Linked DNA regions of Mus musculus: region 2 is linked to region 1. A link is a contact called in public HiChIP or PLAC-seq data. All regions are on one chromosome and are shown on one strand. The core of a region is the stretch at or near the end of the contact, and the rest is flanking DNA. Distances in the headings are between cores, read along the strand shown. Region 1 has its middle 10 kb from the start of Gm51916. Region 2 holds the start of Tbx21 (T-box 21).

Region 1 (6,399 bases), core at 3,399-5,898:
ACTCTGGACATGGCTGGTTCCTTACACGCCCTGGGTAAATATGGGAGCACAGCACACTCCCCTCACTGGGTCTCATAAATTCATAATCTTACCACAACACTCGGCCTTGTCGTCCCAGAGACACACACAGTTCCGAGATCCCCTGCATTCCTGGGCCTCCATTGCACACTCTCTGGTCTTATGGGGTCAGTTGGTGTAGTAGGCTCTACAGCTCTAGGCACTGGGCTCACACTGAAGCACAAAGATAGCTCGACATGGCACCATGAGGTATTTTTGGCCATGAATGTATTATTAGTGCACTGAGGCAGTGGGATGGGGGTGGCAGTGAGGATACCATGAAGTGCTATGGGGATTGGCTCAATCTCTGTGTTCTGAAATTTTTTCCGCATCCATCCACAGATTGCTAGTCTCAAGCTGTCTCTATCACAGATGGATTTGACTGTCCACACTCAGGAGCTCCCCCCCCCACCCCCCACTGCTTGCCACATCATCTCAGCAACCTTTATGGGTAATCTTCATACATGCGTACACACACACAGGCCCTTCCTAGAATTCAGGGCCACTTGTCACTAAAGGAGCCTCTAATTGTCAGGTGCCGCCAGGGTTTTGGATCAGGCAGAGAGGAGGGAGGGGAAGGGTTCCTGAGGCAGGGGGCTTGGGAGCTGAGGTGGGGGAAGGGGGGGCTGGCTCCAGTGCCCTCTCCTCCCGCTCTGCAGGTGTAATTAGCCCTGGCAGATGAAAGGGCGTCTTTGAAAGCGGTTGAGATCCTTGTCTGTCAGCAGGGCGCTCTGGGTGGCATCGGCAGCTTATCCTAAAACCACACACGGCACCAGAGCCGGGCTGTCTGGGCGCTGCCCAGGAGGTAGAGGGGTGGACCCCAAAGGGAAGGTGCCCCCTGACTCCCCATTCCTCAATATCTAGGCCTTGGACTCCCTGCCTCTGTGAGCAGATGCATCTCAGAACCAGGAGTCCTCCAGACCTTGGCAATGCCACTCCCAATGTCTGATGTCCCAAGCCTGGGGCCTGAAGGGACAAGCTGCACCTTCCCCACCCCCCCCCCCTTAAAGCTGGACAAGAGGCCAAGGACAATGGCCCTAGGCAGTCCTTTCATCCTGAGATCTCAAAGCGCCATCTAATTAACCCCGCCCAGGTCGGGGACTTCCTCTGGAGTCCCTTTGGAGGGGTGTGGTCTGGGACCTTCAGTTCCCAGATCTCAGTTTGGATAGGCGCCCCAGGAATTCCAGATATCCTGTGTTCACTCTCTTTGGGATCTGGGAGGCCTCACTCCAAGCCCTGAAAAGGGGGAACATCAGGGGAGTCTGAGACTCTGGGGGTGTGTGCGGTGAGGTTATCTTGAGCTCCTAGGTCAAGCACGGGGATGTACCTCACAACCGTGAAGGATGCCAGATAGAAGGAGTGAGCATGTGCTGGATTCCAGTTATAGAAAGATCAAAAGTAGTAAAGAAGCCACCCCTAATCTATACCCTTTGAAGTCAGAATACAGGCTCCTTCTTCTTGGGGGCTTAAGTAACCTGAGGGGCCAGCACGATGCTAGGAGGCTTTGGTAATGGAGTTGAGTGGGGGTTACTATCTGGGTGTGTCCATTTTGTGAAAACCTCTGGTGTGTGTGTGTGTGTGTGTTTGGTAGGGGAGTGGAACCCAGTGCTCAGAGCATGCTGAACACACAGTCTACCACAAAGCTATTCCCCAAGCCCCTTCACACTTATGACTTAGCAGTCACACAGATGTGATAACTTTTCTGTACATACCATAGGTCCACAGACATTTACATCAAAAGACATTTATAAGTAGAGCCAAGACTGTATTATGATTCTTTAAAGGCTTGGGCAGTGGTGGTGCACGCCTTTAATCCCAGCACTTGGGAGGTAGAGGCAGGCAGATTTCTGAGTTTGAGGCCAGCCTGGTCTACAGAGTGAGTACCAGGACAGCTAAAGCTACACAGAGAAACCCTGTCTCAAAAAAAACCTTTTTAAAAGAATTATGTGTGAGAGGGTTTTGCCTGCGTGCTTGCATATGAATGAACCATGTGCCTGCTTGATGCCCACCAGGTCCAGGACACACTGTTGAATCTCTTGTAACCAGAGTTGCAGATGGTTGTGAGGGCCATGGGGATGTTGGGACCCTCGGTAATAACAACAGCCAAGGGCTTTTAGCCACTGAGGTATCTTTTATCTCTCCCCAAGCACCCCCCCCAACACACACACAGGATGTCATGTAGCCCACACCGGCCTCACCCTCTACATAGCTGAGGATGACCAAGCACCTTTGGTCCTCTTGCCTCTATGGCCTCGGTGTTGGGGTTATAGGCTTGGACCACCATGCCTACTTTATGTTGGAGATCAAACCTCCGGCCTCATGCGTGGGGAAGGTGAGGTTGTTCACTGTTGAATGGGATACAGAAGTCTGTCTCATTGTATTGTAGTCTACACTCAATACTCAGCGTGGTCACACTCTCTCTCCTACTTTGGGGAAAGCCAATGGGTGGTTTGATGTTAAAGGGAGTCCAGCTCTCCTCGGCCCCGCCTCCTCTATCTGCTCCCCAAATCCTCACTCAGTCCAGTCTGGGTGTCACCCTCTTCTGCCATTCCATTGTCAGCTCTGTCCCTTTCATCTTCCACTTCTGCCCCAGGGTCTAAAAGAGGATGCTGGGACAGGTGCAGGGGTGTTTGCAAAGGATCCACATGTCCCCACCTCATGTAATGACATCCCTGCTTGTCTCTCCCCCACCCAGGAAAAGGATAGGGGCACGGCTTTCCTCCCCTGCACTGAGGGAGGTAGCTTTGAGCTAGACTTCCTGATAACCTGGGTGTGGAAAAGTCCAAGGAGGAATTGAAGTCAAAATCCCAGGGTGCTATAGACCAGCCAGCCTGGAAGCCAAGGGAGTGGGGACACCCTCAGGGGTCCTCAGCTTGCTTCCACTGCAAAGGAACCCTAATTCCCATGCAGGGATGGGCTGCAGGCACCTGCTCCAGATATCAAATATTTAAAATATCTGCTTTTCTTTTTCTCCTATCTGTCACCTCAGAACTCACAGCTATTCCAGACATGGACACCCTGTGTCACCTCAGGAAGGGTCATCCCTTTCAGGGTCTGAACTCCCCGGCCCCCTCTGTACTAAGTTTATCTTCACTGACTGAATGGAACCTTCCACAGTTTCCTGACAAATTCTAACTCCCTGAATCTATCATCTGTAACACATTGAACAGAGGGGTCACTCCTTGGGTGAGCATCCTCCTACGGGAGTCCACAGCCCTCTTCAGTACTCAAGCAAGCACCAAGTGAGTCTGGTCCATGGCTCGGTGCTCATAAATACTTTGTGGATGAGTGAACGGTTTCTGCACTCGGAAAGTGCTTGCAGACATTGGTCCTACATCTGTCTTACTGATGGTTTATGGTTGTTCTGGTCCCAGAAGAGACGGACAGCTCCCCACTTCCATGCCCCAGCCCTATTGTGATTTGCAACTGTCTCTTCATCATTTAAGGGTGCTGGCTAAGGCTGGTGAGATGGCTTAGTGGATAAGAGTACTGACTGCTCTTCCGAAGGTCCTGAGTTCAAATCCCAGCAACCACATGGTGGCTTACAACCATTTGTACAACTACAGTGTACTCATATACAATCAATCAATCAATAAAAGAGTGCTGGCTAGATGGGTCATGGAGGTGCACACCTTTATTCCCAACATTTAGGAAGCAGGGGTAGGCAGAGTTCTGTGAGTTCTAGGTCAGCCAGGGCCACATAGTGAGACCCTCTAACAAACAAACAAACAAACAATGGTTTTGCTCAGCCTGGTACTTCTTGCTGTCGTCCCCCCCCCCCATTCAATGTCATTGGTCCAGTCGCCAAGTAGACTCAATATTTAATCAAACATTCCAAGAACAGGAGTTGTTCTGTCGATCTATTTCTTGAGAAGTAGCACGTCTGCATCTCTCTGCTCTGTGCCTAAATTTGTAATTCCCCCCTTTGCCTCCTTGCTTGACCTTTTCTTTGTTGGGGGAGTTTTTTTTTGTTTTGTTTTGTTTTGTTTTGTTTTCCGCAGCCCCTCAGCTTTTTTATTTTCCTGGAGGCACGAGTGTGTTCACGGGCACTCTTTCTCCTTTTTGCCTCTCTTTCCTTTATACCAAACAAGTGGCTGGGATAAAGGGAAAGGGAAAGGGGCGCGGGGGGGGGGGCGGTGGCAGGAGTTTGGCTAGGGTGTGTTCTTTTAGGTATCAGGGTCGTAAGGAGCTCCAGCCTTAACTGGGGACAGGCCCCGACAGGTGCAGCTGTCCAGATGTTGCGCAAAGCGAGGCGCGTGCCCTGGACCCAGTTTCTCAGTCAGCCCCAGTGAAGGCCCAAGAGGGACTGTTGCATTCAGATTAGAAATACCCTGTCCTGCCCTGCTTTTCCCCAGACGTGTGTGTGTGTGTGTGTGTGTGTGTGTGTGTGTGTTGGTTGTATGGAGAAGGGGGATGGGGGGAGAGAAGCAGAAACGTTCTCTGCCGGGAAAGGACAGCTTGGACCGGGAGGGAGTTGCCTGCGTCTGGGCCGCGGGGGAGCAGCAGGCCGGCCAGGCGGGGGTGAGTAAGGCCCAGCGGACGCAGGAGGCTCAGTGGCGGCGGCGGCGGCGATGGGGAGGAGGGTAATTACGCAGGGAGGCTCTCGCCACAGCACGTCCCCACAAATGAGAGGCCCCGGGCCCCAGACACCACACAACAAAGCAGGAGGCAATTATTTGGCTCCAGTGGGAGGGGACAGCTCTTCGCCGGCCCACTGCAGCCGAACACCCCGGCCTTGCAGAGGGCGCGGCGAGTTGGGGTTCAGGGTCCACTCTCACCCGCCCTGGAGGGCAGCGGCCAGGGCAAGGCCCCGCGGGGCTCCTGCTGAGTTGCTCTTCCCGGGGGTCTCCGTAGGGAAAGGCAGAGAGGCAAGAGGCCTCGGAGTGCTGAGCACCGGGCTAGCCTGAGCCAGTCCCCGAGTCTTCCACCAAGCCTAAGGGGGACCTCCTGGGAGCCACGCTGGGAAGTGAGGAAGGCTGCGGACCAGGCCTTAGGAAGGATCTAAGGAAATTTGGTTGGTATTGGGGAAGCCAGTGGCCAATTGATGAACCCACTTTCCCCAGCTATGGCCACACAAGGGGCAGCCAAGAGGCTCTCGAGCAGGTGGGGAAACCACAGCCAAGGGAGCAGGAGCCAGGGAGATTCCAGAGAACACGTGGCCTGGAATTCACACAATTGACATGTAAATCACATGCAAATCTACCTTCTCTTTTTCTCTCACCCTTAATTCTCAAATCAAGCTCTTTTGGGAGAAAATCCCTTTCCTCCCTGGTCCCTGCTTGCCTCCCCGTTGTCCATCAATCCATCCATCCCTACCTACCTACCAAAACCCTGCAAACCCTGTCAGCGTCATGCCCCCCAGAGAAGGACTTCCCCTCTTTAGATGAAAGCCCAAAGTACAGATGGGGAAAAAGAGGCCTGAAGAGATTAAGGTACTTTCCCCTGCTCTAACAGCCCACTCTGAGGATGACAGGCTTCTGGAACCTTCTGACAACAGCCCTAGGTTAGGCTATCAAAGCATATGCCAGCTGGAGAGGGTAGAGCACCCAGGAGTCTTGAAGTCTGGTTTCTGGCTTCCGCTTTGTGGTTAGCTGCTAGGTGATCTTGAGCGAGCATTGTCTTTCTTCTCTGAGCCCATTTCTCTGAATGCCAAGTGGTCATCTCTGAAGGGGGTGGGGGGCGGTTCCTATGTGGGATCCTCTCCTGTATCACCCCCCTCCAGCATTGCTGCTGGGAGGCCCCTGGAGCCTATGGCCCCACATTACCCTCTGCACTACAGAGGGTGAACCCCCTCACCTCCCTAGTCCTGTCTTTATCTTCAGAACCGTGTTCAAGGAGGGTATGGTGACTCAACCTGTAATTGAAGCTCTCTGGAGACTGAGGCAGGAGAATCACTGCATATTTTTTTGGCCAGCCGGACTTACAGATGGCTCGGTGGATAAGAACACCGGCTGCTCTTCCAGTAGACCAGGGGCTGAGCCTCAGTGCGCATGTGATAGCTCATGACTGACTGCGACTCCAGTTCTAGGGGACCCAACAACTTTTTCTGGCATATTTGGGGACCAGAAACACACGTGGTGCACAAAACATACACGGAAGCAAAACACTCACAATGCAGAAATAAAAATCTTTTGTTTGTTTCTGTGTTCCGACCGACTGTCTCCTGGAAGCCTCCTCTGGCTACCCCTCTGGATTCTGGTCATTCCTGTGTATCAAGTCCCCTCTGTGTAAAAGGCTCCCTAGTTTTCAGTGCTTGCCTTGGAACACCTAACTTACTGGCGACATTACACGGCCCCCCTGTGACCCAGCTGGAGGCAGACCTGTCTTTCCCATTCGACTCTG
Region 2 (6,585 bases), core at 947-3,446, 120 kb before region 1:
CCCCAGGGGAGAAGTGGGGTGGGGCAGAGATGAGGGAAAGAAATCTCTTTTTAACGAAATAAAACTGCATGGAAGTATTTTTTGAAGCATTCTTTAAGATGTAAATCTTTATATATTTGACATGCAAAAAAAAAATCCATTACACCGTGCTGAGTGAAGAAAAAAACCAAGAACCCACGTGGTAAAGCGGACTGCGAAGTTGATGTAAAATTAGACATCTGTGTGTGTGTACAAAAGACAGAGACACAGGAGGGTCTATACAAGGGAGGTATCCAGAAGGGTTTTCTTAAAATGTTAATACGGGAGCTAGTATGGGAGGGTGGTGGTTTGTCTGACTTCTGTTTTTCTTCACTGCCTAGATTTTCTGTACAGAGGATGATTTTAGTCCTGAGGCCAGCAAGATGGCTCAGCAGTTAAAGGCACTTGTTGTCCAAGCCTGATGACCTGAGTTCCAGACTCAGAACCCACATAAGGATGGAAAGAAAGGACTGACCCCACACAGCTGGACTCTGAACTCTAAACATGCACCATGGCACAGATGTCCACACACAATAACAAGTAACTTGCTTCCTGGCGGTGACGCCCTCCCTCTGAGATTATGCCTCACTCGCAAGGGTCTCCTTCATCACTCTCCAGAAGAGGAGAAGAGGAAACACAAGAAAAAGCGCCTGGTGCAGAGCCCCAATTCCTACTTTATGGATGTGATATGCCCAGGATGATATAAAATCACCAGTCTTTTTTTAAAATTAATTTATTTATTATATGTAAGTACACTGTAGCTGTCTTCAGACACTCCAGAAGAGGGTGCCAGATCTCATTACCGATGGTTGTGAGCTACCATGTGGTTGCTGGGATTTGAACTCAGGACCTTCGGAAGAGCAGTCAATGCTCTTAACCGCTGAGCCATCTCTCCAGCCCAAGTAACTCTTAAACGATACTTTACTTCTTATTTACTTACTTTTGAGATAAGATCCCCTGTAACCCAGGCTGGCCCAAATTGTAGCTGAAGATGACCTTAAACTTCTGATCCTCTACCAACCCTCTCAAGTGCTGGGATGACAGGCATGTGCCACCATGCCCCATCTATACAAAGCTGGGGGTGGAACCAGAAGCGTGGGTGTATGCTAAGCAGGCACTCCATCAGTTGAACTATATCCCAGACCCCGGGGATGCTTTTTATTTCAAAAGAAAACTCCCAATGGATTCATTTTCAGTTAGGAGGTGAGATTCTTCTCAAAATGCAGGACTTACCGTAGTTATTGGAATAGAACAGCGGAGGAAGGACTGTCTGTCTCCATCAGAGCAGGTGCTGGGCTCCCTGTCAGCCAGCTTGGACTACATACCTTTGTTTTTTTCTATAATAGAATGGAAACAGAGGCACACAGACACCGGTTGGTATAAGGTACACAGCCCCTACCCCCAATACGAATATTTATTTCCCCAGCCTACCCCATCAGGCCTGAGGGACTTTCAGGCAAAGGAAGTGACTTACCCAGGTCCTACACACCCGAGTCACAGTCAGAGTCAGCCCTGGGACTCTGAACACTGACAGCCAAGCGCTACTTCCCGTGTCTTTCGCTAGCTGTTACGCTGCCACGTGAACGAGCTTTTGTGGGAGCATTTCAGCCAGCCCAGCCCACCGTGGGCTGCTTTGGGTGCAATCTTCTTGGGAGACAGCTTCCAAGTTTCCTCCTGGGCTAGAGGGACAAGCATCATCCTCGGGCCTGGGGGGTGGGGTGGGAGGCTAGCGATGGGGGGTGGGGGCGGCGGACAAGAGACAGCGAGCAAACACTTTGTGTAAAGTCACAAAGCCTGGGCATACAGGAGGCAGCAACAAATATCTGTTGACTATGGATAGTCTAAGTAGCTCTGAGCCTGCCAGAGGCGTGAGAATGCTCAGATGGTCCCATCTGGGGAAAGGGCCTTTGCTGTGCCTTCCAGGACTGGCGGAACTTCCTGGGGGAGAGAAACCGTTTCTCTCCTCGAAGTTTCAGAGTTTCAGGTGGCAGGTTGACTCTTTCCCAGATTGGGGCGACAAGAGACTTACACTTAGGAGTGGGGGTCGGGGCTTCAGTCCTCACCAAAAGCGAATTCGCGCTGTATTAGCCACGAGGGGGCGGGGCGGGGCGGGGCCAAGGTGGCGGGGTGAGGGGACCCAAGGAGCTTCATAAAGCCACAGCAAAGGCCGCCGCGCCGCTAGTGACAGCGCGGGCTGCAGAGAAAGCCCAGGAGCAGCTGCGCGCCTATCCAACGCGCGCTCAGGAGCCAAGCGTCCCAGCTCCCGCTCCAGTGAAGTTTCATTGGTCTTCGGACGCCGCCCCCGTCGCCCCAGCCCTAAGGACCCTCGGGTCTCTTCGACGGCTGCTGGAAGGCGCCCAGCCCGCCTCGGATGGGCATCGTGGAGCCGGGCTGCGGAGACATGCTGACCGGCACCGAGCCGATGCCGAGTGACGAGGGCCGGGGGCCCGGAGCGGACCAACAGCATCGTTTCTTCTATCCCGAGCCGGGCGCACAGGACCCGACCGATCGCCGCGCAGGTAGCAGCCTGGGGACGCCCTACTCTGGGGGCGCCCTGGTGCCTGCCGCGCCGGGTCGCTTCCTTGGATCCTTCGCCTACCCGCCCCGGGCTCAGGTGGCTGGCTTTCCCGGGCCTGGCGAGTTCTTCCCGCCGCCCGCGGGTGCGGAGGGCTACCCGCCCGTGGATGGCTACCCTGCCCCTGACCCGCGCGCGGGGCTCTACCCAGGGCCGCGCGAGGACTACGCATTGCCCGCGGGGTTGGAGGTGTCTGGGAAGCTGAGAGTCGCGCTCAGCAACCACCTGTTGTGGTCCAAGTTCAACCAGCACCAGACAGAGATGATCATCACTAAGCAAGGACGGTGAGTGAGGTGCGCGCCGAGCGCAGCGAGCTCGCAGGGCGGAGCCGGCGGGAGTCTGGCCTCGGTGGCCCGCCGGAACAACGACTTTCCTCTTTTTTTTTTTTTTTTTTTTTGAAATCAAAATTTGAAGCTGCAGGTTGCTGAGTCTTTGTGTTCGTAGACTGAGCTTCAGTTTTAGGAGACGGGGGAGCAGGGTTGCGGGGAGGGCACCGCAAGCTCCGGAGAGCCGCGGGTGCTGAGGGTATCAGAGGGCTCAAAAAGGATGATGCTGTGGGCGCAATTAGAAGTTACTTTGGTGCAGAGGAAAGGATGACTCTCGCTTCACCGAGAGTTGGCCGGTGGGGGGTGGGGGGTGGGGGACTGGAGGGGGTTAATTTGCTCCTTGCCTCAGTCTGGGATCTCAGTGGGCAGCGAGGAGTGTGTGTTATAGACCTGACTGACCGCCTTTCGGTCCTTAGGTATTCGGGAAATTGAAGTGTTGGGGGCAGAATATTTTTTGAGATCTCAGTGTGCCTGTTCCTTTGCTACTGCTGTGCTTAGGGTAGCTTTGGTGTATGGGGGAGGGGGGGAGCAGACTGGGATTTGGTGACATGGAGAAGCGGTCGCCAAGTTTCTTTTCCGGTCTTACTTTGAGATCATATGTCTAGAGAGGGAGAGAGAGAGAGAGAGAGAGAGGAGTGTGTGTGTGTGTGTGTGTGTGTGTGTGTGTGTGTGTGTTGTGTAGAGAGGTGGGAAGCAGCAAAACTTATAAAGGCACAAATAAATGCCGAGGGCCTGAACGTGCCAAGTTCAAGACCAGTTGCAGCTGGTGTCCAGTCTTGCACTGTGCTCTTTGAGGCTAGTCCCTAAAAATATGTCCACTTTCTCACCCAGCTATTCATCAGTCCAGCCTGGGGGAAGATGGAGGGGGTCCCCTAAGCCTGTTGCATTAGTGGTATGGTTTGTGGCTCAGCCTGCTGCTTCCGGATCGAGTCTCTTTGCTGAAGAAAGAGAAACTTGCAGTTTCTGAGGGGTCATTTATAGTATGCAACACCTCGAGTGGACCCTCTTGTGTCTTATGGGAAGAGGCAGCTACCTTTCCCAGTGAGGACCAGCCAGAACTTTGCCATTAGTGAGTTAGGATGTGCGGTATTAGGATGGAGACTCAAAATGTAATTGAGAGATTGCAAGGGTGGGGTTTCTGGGAGGGGGACAGAAACCCTTGCCGGATCCCAGGAGGCACTGCTAGAGTATATTCCCTTCGGATGATGTGGGGAGAGGGCAGATAGCTGCTAACTACAGCTGGTTTCAGGCTGCTGAGTTCTTCCTCGCGGGGATGAACTGAGAATAAAACATTTGATTGGTTTTTGGCTCATCCTTCATCCGCAAAGACTTCTGAGGAGTTTCCTCTGCTCCCCCAATCCTTCTCTGAGTGTCTCTGGCACTGGCCAGGTTGCTGGTCCTAGAGAATGTCTGAACTGGAAGGATCCAGAAGTCCCTGTCTCTCACTGCATAGAGAAACAGACCTAGAGACAGCAGGGGACTCTTCGGAGGTTCCCCAGCTGGGACCAGGCCTCAGATGGCACCTGTCTGCTCCTTTTTTCTCCATTCTCCACAGCCACCTACACTGTCTGAAAGCCCTGCGTGGTACACCCAAGTGCTTTCGCTTCCATTATTTCTAGGCGAGCCAGGCAGGGCTGGCCCGTTTCATACCCACGAATTCTGAGTTGCTGGGATAACCAGTGGCTTACGCTAGTCCCGCAGTAGACTAGGTGGGGCCTCTAACCATGGGACTTTCTAGTATGTCAGCAACAGGAGGCCCTCTCATCCCGGGGCCTGGCCAGTCCTCTCAATGCCTTGTCAGGCCTCAGCTCCTCCAGTCAGAGAGAGCATCAGCCACAACCTCAGTGATGGCTGAGCTGGGCTGGGGCCTGTCTGTCTGTGGGCTGGGTTGCTAGGGGAGGCATTTGGAGGGACACACTCTATATCACTGGGGCCTGTCTGTCTGTGGGCTGGGTTGCTAGGGGAGGCATTTGGAGGGACACACTCTATATCACTGGGGCCTGTCTGTCTGTGGGCTGGGTTGCTAGGGGAGGTATTTGGAGGGACACACTCTTTATCATTGGCCTGGCTCTATGGACTCCTCTCCTGTGTGCGCCTATAGGATTTTTTTCCCATGACCACTTTTGCTCTCTCCCGTTTGGATCGGTGCTCTTATTATTTTAAGTGCTGTAATTGGAACCTGGGGCCTAGTGTATACTAGTCATGTTTTTTTGTTTGTTTGTTTGTTTTAAAGCCAGCTGTGGTAGTGCACCCCTTAAGTAATGCACACGCATAATTGGAAACTAGCCTGTGCTACATAGTAACTTTCCCCTCCCTCTTTCTTTCTCTTTGCTATGTAGCAAAGGCCTCCTTTGAACTTCAGCTCTTCCTACCTCTGCCTCCCCAGTGCTGGGATTACAAGGATGTGCCACCACGCATGTTTGACACTCTGTCTCAAGGAATCAAAACTAGTTTACTTTTCAATGCTAAGAATTGAACCCAGGGCCTTATGTGTGCTCTGCACACACAGTCACACTGCTACTGAGCCACATCTTTAACTTCTTTTTTTTTTTTTTAAGATTTATTTATTTATTATATGTAAGTACACTGTAGCTGTCTTCAGACACTCCAGAAGAGGGTGTCAGATCTTGTTATAGATGGTTGTGAGCCACCATGTGGTTGATGGGATTTGAACTCCGGACCTTCGGAAGAGCAGTCGGGTGCTCTTACCCACTGAGCCGTCTCACCAGCCCAATTTCTTATTATGACAAATCACACTGTATAAAAATAAAAGGCCAGGCGTGGTGGCACATTCAATCCCAGCACTCAAGAGGTAGAGGCAGGCAGAACTCTGTGAGTTCGAGGCCAGCTTAGTCTACAAAGTGAGTTCCAGGACAGCCAGGGCTACACAGAGAAACCCTGTCTTGAAAACATCAAACAAACACACAAGACCAAAAACCCAAAAAACAAAAATAAACATAAAAGTAGAAAATATATCATCAGGCTTGGCTTTAAAACTATTCAGTATTGGTCTGGTCTTTTTTGTTGTGAGTTATTTTGCTTGTTTGGTTTTTGTTTTCTTTTTGACTCGGGGTCTCACTCTACAGGCTCAGCGGGCCTGGAACTCACTATAGAGATGGGGCTAACCTTGAACTTATAGAGATTCCTCTGTTCTTGCCTCCTGAGTGCTGCCATTAAAGGCATTTGCCACCTTGTGGGTATTTTGAGATAGGATCTTGCCTTGCAATCAAGATTGGTCAGCAATTGTTGATCTTTCTGCTTTGAATCTTTATGTTTCTCTGAAAATGAATTTCGGTTGAGACAAGATCTTAATTCATGTATTCCAGATTAGCCTGGAATTCTCAACCCACCTGCTTCACCCTCGGGAATGCTGGGATCACAAGTGTGCACTGTAACCATGCTTGACTTAAAAGTGGAATTAAAAAAAAGGGGGGGCTGGCAAAACGGCTCATTGGGTAAAGGCACTTGCTGCCACACCTGACAACCTGGGTTTGATTGCCCTGTGGGTTTGATTGCCAGGGCCCAAATGGTTGAAGGAGAGAATTGACTCCCATAGATTGTTCTCTGAACTCCAAACATACACTATGACATGTGGGTATTGTCCACCACTTGCACCATCCAAGAAAAGAAAAGTAAAAATAAGAAAAACAACAACAAAACAAAACA

Evidence for each region. HiChIP or PLAC-seq counts read pairs in DNA pulled down with a chosen protein or histone mark.
Region 2: a contact with region 1 is called in an H3K4me3 HiChIP or PLAC-seq map of embryonic stem cells, with 17 read pairs. The contact joins the promoter of Tbx21 here to the enhancer-like site in region 1. A contact is called at or near these places in 1 of 39 promoter capture datasets (embryonic stem cells), 2 of 484 Hi-C or Micro-C datasets (cortical neurons and female germline stem cells), 2 of 115 datasets of contacts at active chromatin or transcription factors (both in embryonic stem cells) and 1 of 9 other capture datasets (adipose tissue).

The regions. Positions count from the first base shown.
Region 1 is chr11:96,995,775-97,002,173 of GRCm38.p6, reverse strand. No RefSeq gene overlaps it. Among named protein-coding and RNA genes, the nearest start is that of Gm51916, 10 kb to the right of the region's middle. Within about 2 kb of position 4,648, at least 139 of the 459 cell types and tissues checked have an H3K27ac peak or open chromatin away from gene starts, as enhancers often do. A contact at or near this core is called in adipose tissue and embryonic stem cells, where this site is marked.
Region 2 is chr11:97,110,942-97,117,526 of GRCm38.p6, reverse strand. It overlaps Tbx21 (T-box 21), which reads left to right and starts at 2,196. Exons shown (of 6, transcript NM_019507.2): 1 at 2,196-2,877. The coding sequence starts at 2,390.